7 separate regions of the Mus musculus genome follow, and regions 1, 2, 3, 4, 5 and 6 are each linked to region 7. The links are chromatin contacts, called in public ChIA-PET, HiChIP or PLAC-seq and promoter capture Hi-C maps. All regions are on one chromosome and are shown on one strand. Each heading gives the region's core, a stretch centred on a gene start, on an enhancer-like site or on the middle of the called end of the contact. The rest is flanking DNA. Distances are from core to core; before and after follow the strand shown.

The links. Promoter capture Hi-C pulls out the DNA fragments that hold promoters and counts their contacts. ChIA-PET counts read pairs in DNA pulled down with a chosen protein or histone mark. HiChIP or PLAC-seq counts read pairs in DNA pulled down with a chosen protein or histone mark.
Region 1: a contact with region 7 is called in a promoter capture Hi-C map of pre-B cells, with 4 times the contacts expected there. The contact joins the promoter of Abhd11 here to the promoter of Pom121 in region 7. A contact is called at or near these places in 5 of 39 promoter capture datasets (the HPC-7 cell line, the SN4741 cell line, cranial neural crest and 2 more) and 1 of 115 datasets of contacts at active chromatin or transcription factors (memory CD8 T cells).
Region 2: a contact with region 7 is called in a promoter capture Hi-C map of erythroid cells, with 4 times the contacts expected there. The contact joins the promoter of Dnajc30 here to the promoter of Pom121 in region 7. A contact is called at or near these places in 4 of 39 promoter capture datasets (cranial neural crest, erythroid cells, liver and 1 more), 2 of 484 Hi-C or Micro-C datasets (B cells and CD4 T cells), 3 of 115 datasets of contacts at active chromatin or transcription factors (bone marrow-derived macrophages, extraembryonic endoderm stem cells and pancreatic cancer cells) and 2 of 9 other capture datasets (adipose tissue and pancreatic islet).
Region 3: a contact with region 7 is called in an RNA polymerase II ChIA-PET map of memory CD8 T cells, with 6 read pairs. The contact joins the promoter of Mettl27 here to the promoter of Pom121 in region 7. A contact is called at or near these places in 2 of 484 Hi-C or Micro-C datasets (both in CD4 T cells) and 1 of 115 datasets of contacts at active chromatin or transcription factors (memory CD8 T cells).
Region 4: a contact with region 7 is called in an H3K4me3 HiChIP or PLAC-seq map of bone marrow-derived macrophages, with 3 times the contacts expected there. The contact joins the enhancer-like site here to the promoter of Pom121 in region 7. A contact is called at or near these places in 1 of 15 datasets of contacts at CTCF or cohesin (large pre-B cells), 7 of 484 Hi-C or Micro-C datasets (the G1E-ER4 cell line, bone marrow, bone marrow-derived macrophages and 3 more), 15 of 115 datasets of contacts at active chromatin or transcription factors (the SCID.adh cell line, bone marrow-derived macrophages, craniofacial prominence and 10 more) and 2 of 9 other capture datasets (embryonic stem cells and liver).
Region 5: a FOXA1 HiChIP or PLAC-seq map of pancreatic cancer cells shows a contact between it and region 7. The contact joins the promoter of Cldn3 here to the promoter of Pom121 in region 7. A contact is called at or near these places in 1 of 39 promoter capture datasets (cranial neural crest), 1 of 484 Hi-C or Micro-C datasets (embryonic stem cells) and 1 of 115 datasets of contacts at active chromatin or transcription factors (pancreatic cancer cells).
Region 6: a contact with region 7 is called in a promoter capture Hi-C map of liver, with 3 times the contacts expected there. The contact joins the promoter of Hspb1 here to the promoter of Pom121 in region 7. A contact is called at or near these places in 1 of 39 promoter capture datasets (liver), 2 of 115 datasets of contacts at active chromatin or transcription factors (bone marrow-derived macrophages and embryonic limb bud) and 3 of 9 other capture datasets (adipose tissue, embryonic stem cells and liver).

The regions. Positions count from the first base shown.
Region 1 is chr5:135,007,880-135,010,579 of GRCm38.p6, forward strand. Abhd11 (abhydrolase domain containing 11) reads left to right here and starts at 1,420. Exons shown (of 6, transcript NM_145215.2): 1 at 1,420-1,960; 2 at 2,103-2,238. The coding sequence starts at 1,833.
Region 2 is chr5:135,062,772-135,065,471 of GRCm38.p6, forward strand. It overlaps Dnajc30 (DnaJ heat shock protein family (Hsp40) member C30), which reads left to right and starts at 1,435. Exons shown (of 1, transcript NM_025362.3): 1 at 1,435-2,594. The coding sequence starts at 1,480. The coding sequence ends at 2,139. It overlaps Bud23 (BUD23, rRNA methyltransferase and ribosome maturation factor), which reads right to left and starts at 2,188. Exons shown (of 13, transcript NM_025375.4): 1 at 1,753-2,188; 2 at 1,243-1,404; 3 at 1,113-1,150. The coding sequence starts at 1,290.
Region 3 is chr5:134,931,049-134,933,748 of GRCm38.p6, forward strand. It overlaps Mettl27 (methyltransferase like 27), which reads left to right and starts at 1,325. Exons shown (of 6, transcript NM_024479.2): 1 at 1,325-1,362; 2 at 1,574-1,799; 3 at 2,425-2,553. The coding sequence starts at 1,677. It overlaps 9030607J07Rik (a long non-coding RNA gene), which reads right to left and starts at 1,623. Exons shown (of 3, transcript XR_868588.3): 1 at 1,532-1,623; 2 at 1,178-1,340; 3 at 1-582.
Region 4 is chr5:135,793,162-135,795,861 of GRCm38.p6, forward strand. No RefSeq gene overlaps it. Among named protein-coding and RNA genes, the nearest start is that of Mdh2, 16 kb to the left of the region's middle. Within about 2 kb of position 1,335, at least 225 of the 459 cell types and tissues checked have an H3K27ac peak or open chromatin away from gene starts, as enhancers often do. A contact at or near this core is called in the G1E-ER4 cell line, the SCID.adh cell line, bone marrow-derived macrophages and 8 more, where this site is marked.
Region 5 is chr5:134,984,962-134,987,661 of GRCm38.p6, forward strand. It overlaps Cldn3 (claudin 3), which reads left to right and starts at 1,253. Exons shown (of 1, transcript NM_009902.4): 1 at 1,253-2,515. The coding sequence starts at 1,484. The coding sequence ends at 2,143. It overlaps Wbscr25 (Williams Beuren syndrome chromosome region 25 (human)), which reads right to left. Exons shown (of 5, transcript NR_026907.1): 5 at 2,472-2,629.
Region 6 is chr5:135,886,567-135,889,266 of GRCm38.p6, forward strand. Hspb1 (heat shock protein 1) reads left to right here and starts at 1,353. Exons shown (of 3, transcript NM_013560.2): 1 at 1,353-1,868; 2 at 2,483-2,546; 3 at 2,675-2,700. The coding sequence starts at 1,493.
Region 7 is chr5:135,393,188-135,395,887 of GRCm38.p6, forward strand. Pom121 (nuclear pore membrane protein 121) reads right to left here and starts at 1,359. Exons shown (of 13, transcript NM_148932.2): 1 at 750-1,359. The coding sequence starts at 1,318.

The sequences.
Region 1 (2,700 bases), core at 170-2,669, 390 kb before region 7:
CAGAGGCTTGGTGCCCGGCTGAGGATGCTGGGAAGGACTCTGGAGGGTTTGAAGTGCTACTTCAGTAACAAGGAGTCCTGAAGGCGCCCCAGCAGATGTGTTTGCTATGACCAAACCAGCTCCGGAACTGCTAAAGGATGGACCGCAGCAGAAGAGGGCTGCGGGGACTTTCCCTAGACTATGAGGGGAGACAGCAGGGGGCAGGCTTTCTGGGGGAAATGGGTGCAGAATGCGGTGCAGTCTGGGCAGAGGGTTGCCACTCTCTGCTAATGGCGGGTTGTTAATGAGGGCTCTTTCTTCCTTCCTTTTTTCTTTTTTGAGACAGAGTTTTTCTATGCATTTCTAGATGTTCTTGGACTCTTATATACAAGGCTGGCCTTGAACTCATAGAGAACCGCTTGCCTCTGCCACCAATGTGTGGGATTAAAATTGTAGCCACTACACCTGGCCCGGAGCCATCTCTATTCAGTGCAGGTAACTACAGTACAAATCCCTGGCTAAGGGTTTAATCCTGGTTTTTCAAATTGACCTGGACCAGGAACGGAAGACTGGACTAAGACTCTGGTTCTGCCTGTTGGCCCAATCCTTTGCCCTTTCTGCACCTCAGTTAATCGATTAAGTGAGGAGATCGAGCGAAAGCCCCTTCCTCCTAGGTGTTTCCTGTGAGGAGACAGAGAGACAAAGCACTCGTGCTCTGGGGAGCCTGACAGGGCTCCCAACTACGGAGCAAGGCGCCAGAGAGCTGGCGGGAGCTGGAACAAGAATCACTCCTGGCGCCTCCTGACCATGCCGGAGGCACAGAGAGCATGGTACCCACCCAGGGCGGTGCCTGAGGACAGAGGAGCAGGCCAGGTGGGGTCCGCTCGCCAGCCGAGAAAGGACTTCTCAGTTTGCTAGGGACACGCCCCACACTTGCGCCTCGAACTGAGGACCTCTGATCGCCAGTAGGGAAACACTAGAAGACTAAGAAGCTCTTAAAAGAAGAGGCGTGGCCTACGACGTTGTCAAGGGGTTCAGGGAAGTGTGCACAGAACCCGGCAGGATTACGTAATGGCGCAAAAGCCGGTGCCACAATCGGGTAGCTCCGCCCAAGGCGTGGTCAAGGAGTCCAATTCCGGGAGCTAGAGCAGTTTAAAATGTTGCGAAACCGTGCAAGGGCCTCTTACAGCCCCGCCTACGATAGGGCGTGGCCAAGGAACTGAACTCGCAGATGCATGCAAAGTGGGAATTACGTAATGATGCAGGAGGCGGTCCCAGAGTCCCCGGTGGCTCCGCAAGGTGTGGCTAAGAAGCCTACGTCCGGGTGCCTGGCAGTGGCTACGACGGTTGAGTGACGGTGCGAAGAACAAGCCAGTTGGTGACCCCGTCCAGGGCGTGGCAGGGGCTCACAGATCTAAAGGGGATTGTATATTGTCCCAGAGGAGGGACCAGTCCCACGTAGCGCTTCCCTGGTCCTGGTCGGGAACTGGTCTCTAAGCGGCTCACAGCGTCTGTAGGAATTGCGTAGTGGCGCAAGGGGGCAGGGCTAGCGCTGTATGGCTACGCCCAGCCTGTTACCAAGCCAGCTAGTCCTACAGACCAGGCTCAAAGTGGCTGCAGGAAATGTGTAACGTGCAAGGGCTGGGGTCGTCTAGCGGCTGCGTCCAAGAAGCTTCTGCTTTGGGAGGGGGCTGAACTGACTCCGGGAATACATTAGACCACGTGGCCTAAAGTGGCGCCTCGATGGGGGGGGGGCGGGGGAAAAGGCGGAGCCCTAGTTGGAATAGACAGGGCTCTGAAAGGCGGAGCGTGCGCAGGACAGCCCTAGGAAGCACACTTTGCGGGCTGTGGGCATGCTCCGCTGGGCGCGAGCGTGGAGGGTCCCCCGTGGGGTACTCGGTGCCTCCTCTCCCAGGCGTTTGGCGGTTCCTGTCACGTTCTGTAGCAGCCGCAGTAGTGGCCAAGAAAACGCCGATCTGAGGTCAGCCAAGGGCACTGGGAGGGTTGTTCTCCACTGGTCCACTTCGCACGCGGCTTAGCTGGCCCCGCCTCTCCTTTGGCCTCGCCCCTTTTTTCTTTCACTCTCTCCTCCCCCTTACTCCATGGTGGCCCCCACCTTCCAGGCCGCTGCCGCTGTCTTATAATCTTCTAGATGGAGACGCGACACTCCCAGCCATCGTCTTTTTGCATGGGCTCTTCGGCAGCAAAACCAACTTCAACTCCCTCGCCAAGGCAATGGTTCAGAGGACTGGCCGGAGGGTGAGCTTCCGGATGGGGCGGTGCATGGGTGGGCGGGGGCTAAGGGGTAAGGCTGAGGGCAGTGGACCTAGTTTCAATCACTCAGGTCTGGGCTCTTGGTGACCTGAAAATGGAAAGTTTCAGTGCCCAGTAAACCGTAAAACATCTATGAAGAGGCCTGGTCCTGTAAGATGCCCCACAGTTAGTCCATTTATGTTACTGAGACATAACAGGTCTCTTTGTCAGGTCCCAAAGAAACTTGGGACAATTTTGTGGCACCTACTAGCATGCCAAAGCACACTCTAGCCTCCTGGCTTACTCAGTACGAGTGGCAGCTCTCTGCTCTTGTTACCCCCGACCCCTTACTATAAACCTTTCCAGTCCAGAGGCTTCCCGTCCCCCAGCGTCTCTTTCCTGTTAACCCAGCCATTTAAGCCATTTGCTCCCTGACTACTCTGATCCTCCTTTGGTCTGCATGCCCTC
Region 2 (2,700 bases), core at 185-2,684, 330 kb before region 7:
ATGTCTGGAATCCCCATATGCAGACGGCAGAAGGCCAGCCTTATATGATAATGTGGCCATATCTCAAAAAAATTAGCAAAATAAACTATAATCAACTTACTTAACTCTAGAGTTACTAAAGAATGACTTTTAGGCCAATATACTCAAAATGACATTTCAGTACATAATCAGTATAAAATTGTGAATGTGTTGTGTGTGTGTGTGTGTGTTGTGTGTATGTGTGCTCATTTCTTCACATTAGGCCATTTTGACTTACAGTTTTAATAGCTAGCTACTGACTGCCATACTGAACAGAGAATGGCCACACCTGGTCTTCCCAAAAATCAAGGTAAACAGCCCCACAGAAGAGTGTTCCATACAGCCATACGTGCGGGACCATGTCTGCAATTTTACCACTAGTAAGGTAGAGACAAGAGGGTCTGGAATTCAATCACCTCCACTACATAGCAAGTTCAAGAATACTCTGGGCAATATGAGACCAGGTTTCAAACAAACAAACAAAACCAAATAAGCTACCATGTAGAGGATTCAGATATTATTTATGTCAATGGTTGACATGACAACTCAGTGCAATCATGCATTTAAATAAAGATCACAATAAACCCACAATGAGTATGTCCTCTCTCTAATAGTACTGATTCCTTCCGGGGGTGTAGCCTAATGGTAGAGTGCTTTTCAGAATCATCCAGTGAATGGCTAGGGGTGTGCCTCAAAAGTAAAATGTCTACTTAGAATCCCCAAGCGAGGGGCAGGAAGTATCGCTCAGTGACAGACCACTTATGCAGTATGACAGTACCTTATCATATCTTCTAACTATTGCTTACTTTACCACATATTTAAAACACATTGTCAAACGACCCAGGGTAAACTGGAGATGAATATACCCACACTGAGGTAGCAAGATCTTTCCAGGAGCTCAATGGCTTCAAGTTCCCTTTACCGGTGGCAGAACTGCATGTACGCAGACCCACACACACACACACACACACACACACACACACACACTCACACACACTCCCAAATTCTACATGCTTTCCAAGGGACGCCCATAATCGGGGCGACTCGCCGATCCCGACCCCCGCGATGCCGCTCAACAGCCATGCTCTCCTCACTTGCGAACGTATTTCCGGGCTTCATTCTGGTCATAAAACTGTTGAGAAGAGAAAAACACATGGGAGTTTTAAGGGAAGAATCCAAAAGCAGTCATTCTAGAAAAAGACCAAGACCTGGCGGGGCTCTCACCAGCTCCGGCGGTCCGCTGTGTTCGGGTCTCCGGCTACGAGATGCCATCTCGATGGTATGGCAACGCTGGGACCGGCGAGCACTAGCGCGACGCTTTGACGTCATCAATCTGCGCCCGCCTCAGGCGGACCTTTTCCCCCGCCTTTCCTTTTATTTGATTGGCTAGAAGGTGGGGACGCCGCTCAGGATTCGAGGCCTCCATTGGCTGCCTCGGCGCCGCCCCCTCCCAGCCACAACATGGCGGCCGCGCGCTGCCTGGGGTGGACCCTGTCACCGCTATGGAGATGGTGGCAGGTCCGGGGGTTGCCTCCGAGTTCCGCCACGGGTTTGTGCTCGCGAGGGAGGACTTACTCCCGCACCGCCCTCTATGAGCTGCTGGGCGTCCCCTCCACGGCCACGCAAGCACAGATCAAAGCGGCGTACTACCGGCAGAGCTTCCTCTACCATCCGGATCGCAACCCCGGGAGCGCCGAGGCCGCCGAGCGCTTCACGCGCGTCTCCGAAGCTTACCTGGTCTTGGGCAGCACCATCCTCCGGCGCAAGTATGACCGAGGTTTGCTCAGCGACCAGGACCTGCGCGGACCTGGCGTCAAGCCCTCTAAGACGCCCGTGGCCGATCCCGCTCCTCCTCGCCCTCCTCCCTACACCCCTCGGGCTCCCGGTGGCTCTAGGGCTTCTCCCGGCGACGGTCGCACCATGTTCGACTTTGACGCCTTCTACCAGGCGCACTACGGAGAGCAGCTAGAGAGAGAACGGCGTTTGCGCGCCCGGAGGGAAGCCCTTCGCAAAAAGCAGGAGAACCAGGCCAACAAGGGGACCAGCTGGGACGATACACGAGACGCCACTTTCTTTGTCGTCCTTTTCCTTATCTTCGTCTTTGTTGGCTTTCGTATTTAATCGGAGAAAAGGAGGGGAAGGGATCCAGCCCAAGCAACCTTCCTTTCTAGACCTTTGAACCATTGGTCTGCGATTGACTTGACTTCCTCTAGTGGTGTTCTCTTGACCCTCCTCACACCCTCCAGCCTGGCCAGTGATCAACACATCCCTCTCCTTTGGTCCAGAAAAAGACGCTTTTCAGTGGCCAAGAAAGAGGCCCCCGGATAAAGATTCCTGTGAAGACCAGAAATTTAAGTGCTTTCCAGAGTCCCCTGGGTGCCTGTTCATTTCTAGAAGTTACCTTCAGTTGCCAACTCCCAGAACACTTGCTGCGGTTTTAACCAGAAGCCCTGAGCAAGATTTGCCCTGTCCCCTGCCACATGTCTGTATAATAGGTGGTGTTTCCCCTGTAACTGCTGAACTGTGCAATACGACTGGTTGTCCGATGCCAAAAAGATTTAATTCTTGGGGACTCGAGTGAAATTTGTTTTTCTGTGTTACCCCAAGCCACAGGTGAGACTTGATCAAAGATCCAGCAGACGCTGGGGATGTAGCTCTGTGAGAGAATGCTAGCAACAAAAG
Region 3 (2,700 bases), core at 75-2,574, 460 kb before region 7:
GCTAGCCAACTTCCTCCTCCTTCTTCTTCCTCTTCTTCTTCCTCTTCTTCTTCTTCTTATTATTATTGGGTTTTTTTTTTTGAGACAGGGTTTCTCTGAGTTCCAGGCTGTCCTGGAACTCACTTTGTAGACCAGGCTGGCCTCGAACTCAGAAATCTGCCTGCCTCTGTCTCCCAAGTGCTGGGATTAAAGGCGTGCGCCACCACCGCCCGGCTTTTTTTTTTTTTGTTCCCCAAAACATAATGATTGTTTCTAATTATGAACGAATAAATGATTCTGAGTTGTGACTGCATATAGGGGCAGATATTTGTGGCTTTCGAGCTTAAAACCTCTGTACCATTCCGGCTCTGAGGGGAAGTCCAACTTCCAGGTCTGTTCTTCGGTCCTGATCGATCAGCAGCGGTCTGAGCACAATAAAGTTTTACCAGCTGTTTAACTACTAAGATGAACATTGGAAGACGCAGTCTGCTCCCAAGTCGGTGCTGTTGTCCCTGTCTGGTCAGTTTCTGCGCCTGACTCAAACAAAGTTCTTGCTTTGCGTGGACTCTTGTGTCTGCATGGGTTGTTTTGGATTTTCAGACCCTAAGAAACCATACAAATACTAAAAAACGGGGATCAGTGAGATGGCTGAGCAGATCAAAGCACTTGCTGCCAAGCTTGAGAATCTGAGTCCCATGCCTGGAAGTCCCATGGTAGGAGGAGGAATCAAAAAATGGCTCTCTGGCTGCTACACACCATCTGCCCCCCCCCCCAAATAAATTGGTTTTTTTGTTGTTTTCGGGTTTGTTTGTTTTTTAAATACTGTACCCAGGAGCAATGGCACAACGCTTAAATCCCAGTTCCTGGGAGGCAGAGGTCCACCTGGTCTATATAAGGAGTTCCAAGTCACCCTGGGCTCCATAGCAAGACCTTAGAAAGAAAGAAAGAAAGAAAGAAAGAAAGAAAGAAAGAAAGAAAGAAAGAAAGAGAGGAAGGAAGAAGAAAGAAAGAAAGAAAGAAAGAAAGAAAGAAAGAAAGAAAGAAAGAAAGAAAGAGGGAGGGAGGGAGGGAGGGAGGGAGGGAGGGAGGGAGGAAGGAAGGAAGGAAGGAAAAAAGAGAGGGAGGAAGGGAGCGAGGGAGGAAGCGAGGCAGGGAGAGAAACTTTTTTATTTGTGAAAAAACAAAAACAAATCCTCACGTGAGTTTGAGATCTTCTCACGCAATACGCTCATTGGCTCAGGGAGGGTAGTCTGTCATTTCTTTCTCGGATTGGCTGTTTTATCTCACGGAAACCCAATCGTCGCGGTGCTGGAGGCGGGGCCAGGCTCTCAGACACGCCCCTCCACTTCCCTCGGGTCTGCCTGGAGAAGGGGGTTCCGCGCGGTGAGTTCTGAGCCTGTACCTTCTTGGAGACCCTTGTGGTGAGGAAGAACCCCACCCGCGCCCCCGATCCACCTCCGGGAATGATGGGCTGAGGCGTAGTCCTCCCTCCCTGCGCGGGAGTGCCCCCGCTCTATGAGCCCCTCCCCATACAAACAGCGCCTCGGCGTACAGGTCAGCTCCTGCCATCTCCCACTCAAGGTCTTGTTTGTAGCTTGGGACCGCGTTGGAGCACTGATAACCTCCTCCGCCGGGTGAGGGAGGACGGAAGACTGTGGAGGACCTCATCACTGGGTGGACTCTGCCCCCGCAGGAGAATGACTCAGGAGGAGGCTGGGCGGCTGCCCCAAGTACTGGCCCGGGTCGGAACCTCCCACGGTATCACCGACCTGGCCTGCAAGCTCCGCTTCTATGACGACTGGGCTCCGGAGTATGACCAGGTGAAAGCACGTGGGTCCTCGACTTTTGTGGCTCAGATTCTGTTTTTATAAGCAAAGCTAAAATAGTACCCATGCATCTCAGGGAAACTTGGAGCTGAAAAGAGACCTGGGAGATGTGCTCCTTAGAGACCTGCACCCACCCCACCCCCACCCACCCCGGCTGACCTGTAAGCAACCCCTAATTAATCCTGCAACAAACACGAGGAGAGAGCCTGCAGGAGGCGCTATTGAGACATCATTCGGTATAGACAGACCAGCTAAGAGCTGCCACAGCCAGTAGCCAGCCAGCTTGATCCCCACTAGTGTGGGGTCCCTTGACAGTAAGACACCTCAAAGCCGGGAGTGGTGGCGCATGCCTTTAATCCTAGCACTCGGAAGGCAGAGGCAGGCGGATTTCTGAGTTCGAGGCCAGCCTGGTATACAAAGTGAGTTCCAGGACAGCCAGGGCTATACAGAGAAACCCTGTCTCGAAAAAAAAGTAAGACACCTCAAGCTCGGGTCTTCTGTTACTGGGGTCCTAGGAGGATCTGAACTCTAAAACACACAAGCTCAAACTGGCAGAACTTGGGCACCCCACAAGGTGAGTCGTCTAAACACTATGTTGGGCTAAGTGCTATCTCCTCAGGATGTGGCTGCTTTGAAGTACCGAGCCCCACGCCTTGCTGTGGATTGTCTCAGTCGAGCCTTTCGGGGCTCACCCCATGATGCCCTGATCCTCGATGTGGCCTGTGGCACTGGCCTGGTAGCTGTGGAGGTAAGATCTGATACACCACCCTGCCTTCCCTTCAGCACCCAGGACCTCCTACATGCTACTGCTCAATTAGTCCTGAGACCCTGCCTAGTAAATTCTAGGCAGGAGCTCTACCACAGAGCCATGTTCCCAGCCCCTCCCTGGGGGATT
Region 4 (2,700 bases), core at 85-2,584, 400 kb after region 7:
CCACCCAGCAAAAACTCCATGGCAAGAGTGAAAGTAGGAAAGCAATGACCTTTATGTCCTCTGGCTACATGCTTTTTTGACAGTCTCACTATGTTTAAGGTAATACAAAATCCCGCTTAAGGTGAAAAATCCTTCTGAGCGCTGGGATCTCAGGTCCCACTGCCACATTGGTGTTGGCTCCTGCCTGTCAGGTCTCGCCTGACAGCTCTGGTCTCAGAACTAGCAGGAGAAATGAAGGTGAAGGGCTGGGACCCCAAGGCTCCAGAAAAGACACCCCCAGATGTCTAGGCAGAGCAGGGATCTCCAGTCTTCCTTGGCAGCCTGCTCACACAGGAGAGTGCTGGGCTAGCATTTCAGGCAGCGAAGGAGCAAGTGTGTCCAAACTTCTGAGCCTGAGATTAAGGCCTTGCCAGCTACAAGGTTCCTCATCAAAAGTCCCACAATCTAGTAAGGAAAACATTGCATAAGGTCGACAGTTCCCTGGTAGAGGACATGTTCTTCATAAGCACAAGGCCGTGAGTTTGAACCCCCAGGACTCACTGGCCAGGCAACCTGGTCACATCACTGAGTGGCAGGCCCATGAGACAGACTGTCTCAAAACCAAGATGGACAGACTGGATGTTCTGAGGAACACCTGAAGTTGACCTCTGACCTCCACACACAAGTGCACACACAGACAAACACACCTGAACACACGTGCACACAAATATAAATCTAACAAAAGAGGGAGATGACTCGATGTTTTAAATAACTTCACAATTTGGTGTTAGGCCACAGACTGAAGCTGCTTCAGTCCAATGAGAAAGATCCTCTTTGCATGCGAAGTGGGCTCTAGACTACATTCCGGGAAAGTGCCAAGAGACTCCTAGCCAAAGGCCGGCACTCCACGATGCAAGAACACAACAGAGAGCCTGAGAGTCAACGGGGTGGCTGTAAGCAGCTTGGGAAGGGCCAACTCACTTCTCAGCCCCATTTCCACTCCCTCTCAGCGCCACTGGGGAGATGCTCAGTGGGGGAAATACCTAGTACTTAAACACAGACGAAGAGCACACAGAAAAAGCCAGGTGTGGCATTATGCACATGTAACCACAGCACTGAGGAAATTGGAGGTAGAACGGAGACAGGAGGATTCCTGGCACTTGCTGGCCAGCCAGGCTAGCCAATCAGGGAGCTCTGGGGTCAGTGGAAGACCAGGAAGAGCTGGAGGGATGACTTAGCAGCTAAAAGCTAGTACTGTTCTTGTAGAATGTCCATCCAGTTAACTCCCTCCCTGACCACCTCCTGTTTCCTGACTAGCAAAGCAAGGCGAGGGTGGTGATTGGAGTGTTAATGTGCTCATTATGCAAGCCATTATGAGAGGCAGTCCTTAGCAGCTTCGAGGCAGTGGGGGACCCGAATGAGAACAAATGGATTGTAGAAGATTGCTGGGGTCAGGGGAAGGAACCACGGTCGCATTGGAAAATGAAAAGGAGAGCAATTTAGTGAGTTTTCGTGAGTTCGCTGTGGTGTCCAGGCTTCCGGGCCCAGACTCTGCAGTTCCCTCTGTGGCCAGAAGAGGGGGCGAGAGGCCGATGCTGTGCATAGTTTCCAGGCAGACTAGGTCACTCGGGAGTGAGATTAGCATTCCAGAGCCAAATCAGGCTAGCCGTGCTGTCTGGTCTTGTCTCATCCAGGCAGAAGGGAGGGGACAGTCGCCAGCCGCCAGAGTAAGAGCAAACAATAAAGGGAGGGCCAAGGAAAGACGCCCCTAGGTCGGAAAGCAAAGCTCTGAGTCTCTGTAGGTTTGAGGGAGTGGCCAGACTGTCTATGGGCTTTTCCTGCCTCCAACGCTCTGGACACTGGACAAGGACAATGCTGATATCCAAGGAGAAAGGAGGCTGATATTCAAACCCAGTGTAGAAGAAAGCTACCTAGGGGACAGGAGTGGGGACAGGCCCAGGTCTGCCCTGCAGTTTCTGCAGACATCTGAGGCCAGAGACCTGGCCTGGGGCCTGTATTCTGGGCTCAGGATAGATCGCCTGAACCTACTTTAAAAGGCTATTGTTAGCTCCCAGTAAGAGGCTTATTGCTCTTCCGGAGGACCTGAGTCCAGTTTCTAGCACTCAGGTGTGGACTGTTCCAGAGGATCCAACGGCCTCTTCCAGGCTCTGGGGACTCCTGCACTCAGGTGCTGCACATAAATCTGCACAGGTAGGGGACTCAGAGATGGCTCAGTGGTTAAGATGACTGGTTGCTCTTCCAGAGGTCCTGAGTTCAAATCCCAGCAACCACACGGTGGCTCACAACCGTCTGTAATGGAATCCGATGCCCTCCTCTGGTGTGTCTGAAAGCTGAGAACTCGTACATAAAGCAAATAAATAAATATTTTAAAAACCAAAACAAAAGACTGTGCAGGTAGACATATACATAAAAATGACAAATCTGACCGAGAGAGAGAGAGAGAGAGAGAGAGAGAGAGAGAGAGAGAGAGAGAGAGAGAACTGTTGTCTCCTTTTCTCTAACACAAGGGGATCCTAGCCAGTTGACTAGATCACATTCTCTCTTGACCCTCTTCATTCTGTTATGCCATCTAACTGGGGTCACTGCAGGGCAGACAGAAGCAGATGCCAGAAGTGGAGAACCTCTTGAAAATAGTCACCCCAGGATAGCTGACCTACTGGGGAGGAAGAGACATTTCCGTAGCCCACTTAAGTCACCTGT
Region 5 (2,700 bases), core at 3-2,502, 410 kb before region 7:
AACCAAAAGAGCTGTATCCTAGCTGAGGTGAAGGGAAGAGGCAACGGGAGAAGTCGGAGCATGCGCCACCCCAAGGTGTGCGGCAGGGGAGTCAGTGTCCGGAGGCAAAAGGAATTGGTGTTTTGGGGGCTTTTTTGGTGTTACTTTGTAGCTTGTTTGAGCCAGGGTCTCATGTAGCCCATCTGGCTTTGAATTCTCCGTGTCGCCAAGATGGTCTTGAACTCCTGCCTGCCTCCACTTTCCCAAGCTCTGGGACTACAGGCATGGCATGCTGCACAGGGCTTCTGCACAGGAGTTGTGAGACACAGTTTCGCTGTATCTGGCCTTGAACTCACAGCTGTCTGCTTGCCTCAGCCTCAGGCAGGAGCCAACACACCTGGCTAGACGTCTTTTTTTTTTCTCATGTGTATCAAATCTCTTTCCCACTGTTCACTCACCCTGGTACTCACTCTGCCCCGCCCCCACCCCCAAAGGAAAGAAAACAAGACTCCATCTAGAGAACCTCCGTGGGGGAAAGCAGCTTCTAGGTGGGCGGGCATTTGAGCTAAGCCATGTAGGCTTGCCACCAGCCCAGGTCACATGAGGGTGCTGGACAAGAATTTGAACTCAACACCGGTCCCTGAGGTGCAGAGTGGGCTCTGCAGGTGGTCGTTGTCCCTGGTTTCAGAGTTCTGTATATCAGGTTGCACTTGGACAAGGCCAGAGTGCTTGTGTCAAAGCCTGAGGGACTTGGAGCAGGTGCTACAATTCCATCCACCTACGGCGACAAACAGCCTCAGCCACGCCCCCACCTAGGTCCTCCCAGTCCGGGTTGTCCAGAGGAATTGGCCGCGCCTCCATCCTACGCCTCCCGCGCTAAAGAAGACGGAGGTGGGGGACAAGAGAGTCAAGCAGTTTACAATTGGTGATTTGCACTTCAAATCCTTGAAGCGCCCCTCCCACTCTGTATAGCTCTAGAGAATTCGTTATGCTTAAGGAGCTTGGGGAGGTTGGGAAGGGAGGGAGCTTAGACGACCCCGCCCTCCTTCGATACACACTCTCCCACCCCACCCCCACCCCCGCCACACACAACACATACACTTCAGCATTGAGGTTCTAGCCAAATCCTTTCTCCTATGGTGAAGGGGGTTGGGGAGGACGGACCGGACTGGACGGGACACACGTCACTGTCCCCTGGGCCAGAAGAGCGAGCTCCACCCTCCTCCTCTAGGCACCAAGCTAAGTCCAACCCACCCCATCCCAGAGCCAACCCAGTCTCAGAAGCCAGTCTCCAAAGCCACAGGCAGGTGCAGGGGCAGTCTCTGTGCGAGCCCCAGGAGAGGAGCCGTTAAGCGCGCTCCGTCCTTTGCCACCCACCCGTCGTTCCCGGCGACAGACGTCCGTCAGTTTTCGAAGGGCAGTTGATTCCCAGGTCCAGCGGCCGCGATCCCTGGTCTCCCAGTCCCCTGAGCTGCCCGGCCGAGCCGGTTCAAGTCCAGCAGCCATGTCCATGGGCCTGGAGATCACCGGCACGTCGCTGGCCGTGCTGGGCTGGCTGTGCACCATCGTGTGCTGCGCCCTTCCCATGTGGCGCGTTTCGGCCTTCATCGGCAGCAGCATCATCACGGCGCAGATCACCTGGGAGGGCCTGTGGATGAACTGCGTGGTGCAGAGCACCGGTCAGATGCAGTGCAAAATGTACGACTCGCTGCTGGCCCTGCCGCAGGACCTGCAGGCCGCCCGAGCCCTCATCGTGGTGTCCATCCTGCTGGCCGCCTTCGGGCTCCTCGTGGCGCTCGTGGGCGCCCAGTGTACCAACTGCGTACAAGACGAGACGGCCAAGGCCAAGATCACCATCGTGGCGGGAGTGCTTTTCCTGTTGGCGGCTCTGCTCACCTTAGTACCGGTGTCCTGGTCGGCCAACACCATCATCAGGGATTTCTATAACCCGTTGGTGCCCGAGGCCCAGAAGCGGGAGATGGGAGCTGGGTTGTACGTGGGCTGGGCTGCCGCCGCGCTGCAGTTGCTAGGGGGCGCCTTGCTGTGTTGCTCCTGCCCACCGCGCGACAAGTATGCACCCACCAAGATCCTCTATTCTGCGCCGCGATCCACCGGCCCTGGCACCGGTACCGGCACCGCCTACGACCGCAAGGACTACGTCTGAGGGGCCGGGTGCACGCAGACCGTACCGTCACCACTACCAGCAGTCGATGAACCCCACCCGTCCAGCGTGCAGCCTCGCGTCTGAGACCACCCCACCTTCCAGATGGTGACAGACGACACACAGTCTGCTTGCTAGGCTGGAAGAGGACAGACAGGCTGGCATCTCCCCTTCTCCGGCTGCCACCTGACTACCGGGCCTAGGAACTGTCCAAGCCGAATGGACAAAGAAACCTCGCCCTTCCCAAGAACTGGGCTGGGGTGGCCACTGCAGCTACTTGCCAGCCCCGCAGAAGCTCACAGTGGGCAGAGACAGGCAAACCATGAAACGGGCCATTTCATATTTTTCAATAAAAGTCTTTCGTTTTTTGCAGTCGCTGGAGCTTCCTTATCCTGAACGCCACCGCACAGGCTACCACCTCCCCTACGGGGCACCTGCTGGGGACTGTCCCTCGAATAGCCCTCATCACGGGCAGCGAGCTTTAAACAGCTTCACAGGTTGAGTAAGGAGAAAGTGGGGGTACACATGAGTTTTTGTGCTCACTAGGTGGGTAACACTTG
Region 6 (2,700 bases), core at 103-2,602, 490 kb after region 7:
TCTGCCTCCCAAGTGCTGGGATTAAAGTCGTGCACCACCACCACCTGGCCCAGCTTGCTCTCTTATAGAACCAAGACTACCAGCCCAAGAATGGCTCCACCCACAATGCCCCCCCCCCCCCGATCTCTAATTGAGAAAATGCCTTATAGCTGGATCTCATGGAGGTATTTCCTCAAAGGAGGCTCCTTTCTCTGTGATAACTCCAGCTTGTATCAATTTGACACTAAACCAGCCAGTACAAGTATCCAGGTTCAAATTCTAGCACCCACCTGGCATTCCAATTTCTGATACTCTCTGTAACTCAAGATCTAACACTCTCACACAGACATTCATGTAGGCAAAACACTGATACACATTATATATATATATATATATATATATATATATATATATATATATATAATAAAAAAAAAAAGCGGCCGGGTGTGGTGGGGCACGCCTTTAATCCCAGCACTCCGGAGGCACGGGCAGGTGGATTTCTGAGTTCGAGGCCAGCCTGGTCTACAAAGTGAATTCCAGGACAGCCAGGGCTATACAGAGAAACCCTGTCTCGAAAAACCAAAAAAAAAAAAAAAAAAAAAAGCATCAAATAGCCCAGCGGTGGTGATGCACACCTTTAATCCCAGCACTTGGGAGGCAGAGGCAGGCGGGTTTCTGAATTCGAGGCCAGCCTGGTCTACAAAGTGAGTTCCAGGACAACCAGGGCTATGCAGAGAAACATTGTCTTCAGAAAAAAAAAAAAAAAAAAAAAAAAAAAAGCAAAGCAAAACAAAACAAAAAAAAAGCATCAAAATAAAAAAAGAAAAATCCTACTTCAGAGAGAGAGAGAGAGAGAGAGAGAGAGAGAGAGAGAGAGGAGAGAGGAGAGAGAAAGAGAGAAAGAAGAAAGAAAGTCAGTTTCTGGGTCAGAAAGATACTCAGTGAACACTAAGGCGCCTGCCACGAAGCCTTTGCTCCCCAGGAGATACACTATAGAAGACAGCTATCTTGCCGGTGTCATGAGACCTCCACAGGTGTGCCATGACATGTGTGTTCCCACGGGCCTCCTTCTGGTTCAGACCAGGTTCAGTTGCTTCCCAGTTGCGACACAAAAGACCTAACCTCTCCTGGTTATTCTCAATAAAAAATGGGGCTGGCCCCAGGCCACCGCCCTTCAGCCAGCAGTGTCCTAAACCCGACAGTGGGAATCGCTCCAGCTACCGGTATTACGCCGTCATTTGTTTTCTTCAACAAGAGAAGTTTCCAGATGGGGGCAGAACCTTCCTGGCCCCGCCTGCCCGCCCCCTTTGCAAGCTTAGGGGGAGGAATGCAGAGGGGAGGGGCGGCGAGGGGCGGCCCCTGAGACGGTCATTGCCATTAATAGAGACCTGAAGCACCGCCTGCTAAAAATACCCGGCTGGGCACACATAAAAGCACGCTGGGGCTCCAGTCCGGCACTTCTCGGATCCTCAGCCCAGTGCTTCTAGATCCTCAGCCTTGACCAGCCAAGAACATGACCGAGCGCCGCGTGCCCTTCTCGCTGCTGCGGAGCCCGAGCTGGGAACCATTCCGGGACTGGTACCCTGCACACAGCCGCCTCTTCGATCAAGCTTTCGGGGTGCCCCGGTTGCCCGATGAGTGGTCGCAGTGGTTCAGCGCCGCTGGGTGGCCCGGATACGTGCGCCCGCTGCCCGCCGCGACCGCCGAGGGCCCCGCGGCGGTGACCCTGGCCGCACCAGCCTTCAGCCGAGCGCTCAACCGACAGCTCAGCAGCGGGGTCTCGGAGATCCGACAGACGGCTGATCGCTGGCGCGTGTCCCTGGACGTCAACCACTTCGCTCCGGAGGAGCTCACAGTGAAGACCAAGGAAGGCGTGGTGGAGATCACTGGTGAGTTTCCCTTGTGCCCAGAGGGGACGAAGCTGCCGAGGCGAGAGTGGTGGCTGGGGGGCTGAGGGTGGGGGCTGAAACCCTGAGGAATAGAACCCTGAGAAGTTAGAAATGAACCTAGGGACCCGGAGCCCGCATCATTCTCCTTTGCCTGCTTCTCTTGCCCCGGAACGCGGGGTGCAGGTTGCTCTTAAAAGCTCTGTCATCTTCGATGATATGGACCAACAGCTGGGGATGTAGCTCAGGGTAGAGCTTCGCCTGGCCTGCCGGGAGGCCTTGAGGCTTTGCGTTCCACCCGCAGCACAGAAACAAAATGAAGGAAGACCCAACACACCTTCTGGAAGACCTCATTCCCAAATAAGCAAGCGGCAGGATCAGGGTCCCTAGACCCAGCCGCAGAGGCTTTGAGTATACCTACCCTGGTATCCAAGTCTGGGTCAGAGCCAAGCCCTTCGCATCCCAAATCTCAGAAGGGAAGTTTCTGGAAAGTTTTAAGATTCCAGACAGTCAGGCACCCCGCCGCACTCGGGTTTGTTTGCCTCCCTGGGGGGTCCCAGCCACTCCTTAGCTAGGACAGCAGAGGGCTGCTTCTGACCTTCTGTCCCCACCCACAGGCAAGCACGAAGAAAGGCAGGACGAACATGGCTACATCTCTCGGTGCTTCACCCGGAAATACACGTGAGTTCTGATTCCTTGCATGGAGGGCGGGGAGGTGGGGGGGAGGGGGAGCGGACCCAGGGCGGAGGGCGAAGAGCCCCGGGTCAGGAGGGATGTGTAACCCTTGCCCTGATTTTCTGTGTGTCCAGGCTCCCTCCAGGTGTGGACCCCACCC
Region 7 (2,700 bases), core at 109-2,608:
CACCTCAACTAAGCAGACTTATCAAGGCCAGTGAAACGTCTTGTGAAGGAGCTTGCTGCCAAGCTGGAGACCCAAGATCAACCTCAAATTCACGTGGAAAGAGAAAAAGGACTCCAGCAAGCTATCCTCTCATCTCCCTGTGAATATGCAATTTAAAAAGAAAAAAATGCTTTTATCCAGAATCCGGGTTGAGTGTAGTGGAGCACACCGGTAATCCCAGCATTTAGTAGGTGAAGGCAGGAGGGTCAGCAATCCAAAGTCACCCTCATGAGTTCAAGGGACAGCTCAGATACATGAGATCCTGTCTCCGGGGGGGGGGGGGGGGGGAACAAAAACCCAAAGGCTGGGGAATAGGTAGAGGGCAAGCTTGCCTGCTATGACTGAAGCTGTGGGTTCTATCCCAGCACAGCATACAACCTGGTGCAAACCTGTAATCCTATCAGTGAACTCGCTCAGAAGACGAGGCAGGAGGATGAGTTCAAGGACAGGCTCAGCCAAAGAACGGGGTTGAGATTAGACAGCCTATGCCATCAAATACCCTCTCTTAAAAAAAAAAAAAAAGAAAAAGAAAAAAAATAAAGAGAAAAGAGAGTAATGGGAAAAGGGAGGGAAGGGCGTAGAGATAAAAAGAAAGGGAAAAGGCAAAGAAAAGAAAAAGGGGAGGTGAGTTAAATCCGATTTACAGGTTGAGCCCTACGTCAAATCCGCGGCCGCAGAGACCCCACCCTGGGAAGATCGCCGGGGCTTACCGGTGGGGCGGCCTCCGGGAGGGTCGCAAAAGCGGGGTGGGGAGCGCGGGGTAGACGTGGTGGACTCGCTGGACCGCCGAGGCCGGAGGCGGGGAGCGTGCGGGTGGGCGGCGCCCCGGCCTCTCCCTTGGGTCCTGCCGGAGGGCAGGCTCGGGCGGGCCGGGCTTGCCCAGGTAGCTGCCCATGAGTAAGAGCTCAGCCGGGTCGGGGCCTCCCAGCGGGCTGCGGGGTTCGCAGAGGCTACCGTTGACTGGTGACTTGGCCGGAGGCGGTGAAGCGGTGAGAGCTGGCCGCGGGTGACGGCGCGCGTCGCGCACGAAGGACGACAGGGCCCTCGGGCCGCGGGGTTCTCGGCTCAGGCCCCACCAGGCCGCGCTCGCCCCCACGGCCAGCCAGGCCAGCGCGGCCGCCGCGGGCACCAGGTAGAGCGCGAGGCCGAGCAGCGCTAGGCCGAGGGCCGCAGCACCCGCCGGTCCTCCGTAGCCGCGGGCCCGGCTCCGGCCTTCCCGTCCGCCCAACGGGGGCCGCCGCCGCTCGCCTCCGTCAGCCGCCGCAGCCGCCGGAGACATCGCGGCTCCGCGCCGCGGAGCGGACTTAAATATCCCAGGGTACACCGCGCCGCGCGCCGCCGCCGACGTCACTGTCGTCGACGCGGCGCGCCGGGTGGAAAGGGGAAACCGCCGCCGCGTGCGGAGCACGGCGCGAGAGCCCTAGTTTGAAAAATTACAGCTTAGGTAGGCGGATCGGTGCACGCCTTGCCTCTCAGAACGCGGGAGGCGGAGGCAAGAGGAGTTCCGTGAGTTTGAGTCCAGCCTGGTTCACAAAGACAGTTCCAGCGCGACATGGAGACATAAAGCCTGTCTCAAAACAGCAAAACTTAAAAAAAAAAAAAAAGAAAGAAAGAAAAGAAGAAAAGTACAGCCCGGTTTTTGACGCTGGAGGTTTCCCTGACGCTCCTGGACTGCAGAGGAGTGATGTTAGAAATCAAGGCACAGAACGGAGATGGGTGGCACGCGCCTGTAATCCCGGCATTTGGGAGGTGAAGGCAGGAGGATCCCGAGTTCTAAGTCAACCTGGGCTACTTAGTGAGACCCTCCCCGTCTAAAACAAAATAAAACCCGATCAGTCAGACCCTGTATTGGAAAAGGCCAATCAGGCCCTGTGTGGAGGCTCACTGTTTATCGCAGCGAGGTCAGTTCCAGGCCTGCTGGAGCAACACAGTGAGACCCTGTCTCAAAATAATTTTTTAAAATGTGTGTTTTGCTTGAATGTATGCTGGGATTACATTCACACCATCACATCTTACACTTGCGTGGAGGTTGAGGGTCAACGGCAAGTGTCTTTCAATCTCCTTTTTTTCTTTTCTTTGTTGTTGTTTCTCGAGACAGGGTTTCTCTGTATAGACCTGGCTGTCCTGGAACTCACTCTGTAGACCAGGCTGGCCTGGAACTCAGAAATCCACCTGCCTCTGCCTCCCAAGTGCTGGGATTAAAGGCGTGCACCACCACCGCCCAGCAAGTCTTTCTCAATTACACTGCACATTATTCTTTGACACAGGGTCTCTCACTAAACCCAGAGCTCACCAACCTGGCTAGGCTGGCTGGCCAAAAAGACCCAAAATCTTTTTGTGCCTACCTCAGTGCTTGGGATTACAGGGGCTCCTACTGTGCTCAAGCAAGCTTGCTCAGCAAGCCCTGTACCAATGGAACCATCTTCCCAGTCCATATTTCCCCCCTTTCCATCCTTCCCTCCGTTCCTCCTTTTGTTTGTTTCTTCTTTTTTTGAGGATGATAGACTGAGAGCTATTCCTCCACAATCAAGAGTAAGATAAGACTAGACTTGGGGAGGGAAGGCTAGATGGATGAGGGAGAAGCGGGGAGAGGCAGGGATTAGAGTTTAGAGACGATGCATATTGTTAATAAAACTAGCTGAACTGGTAAATGACAGTGAG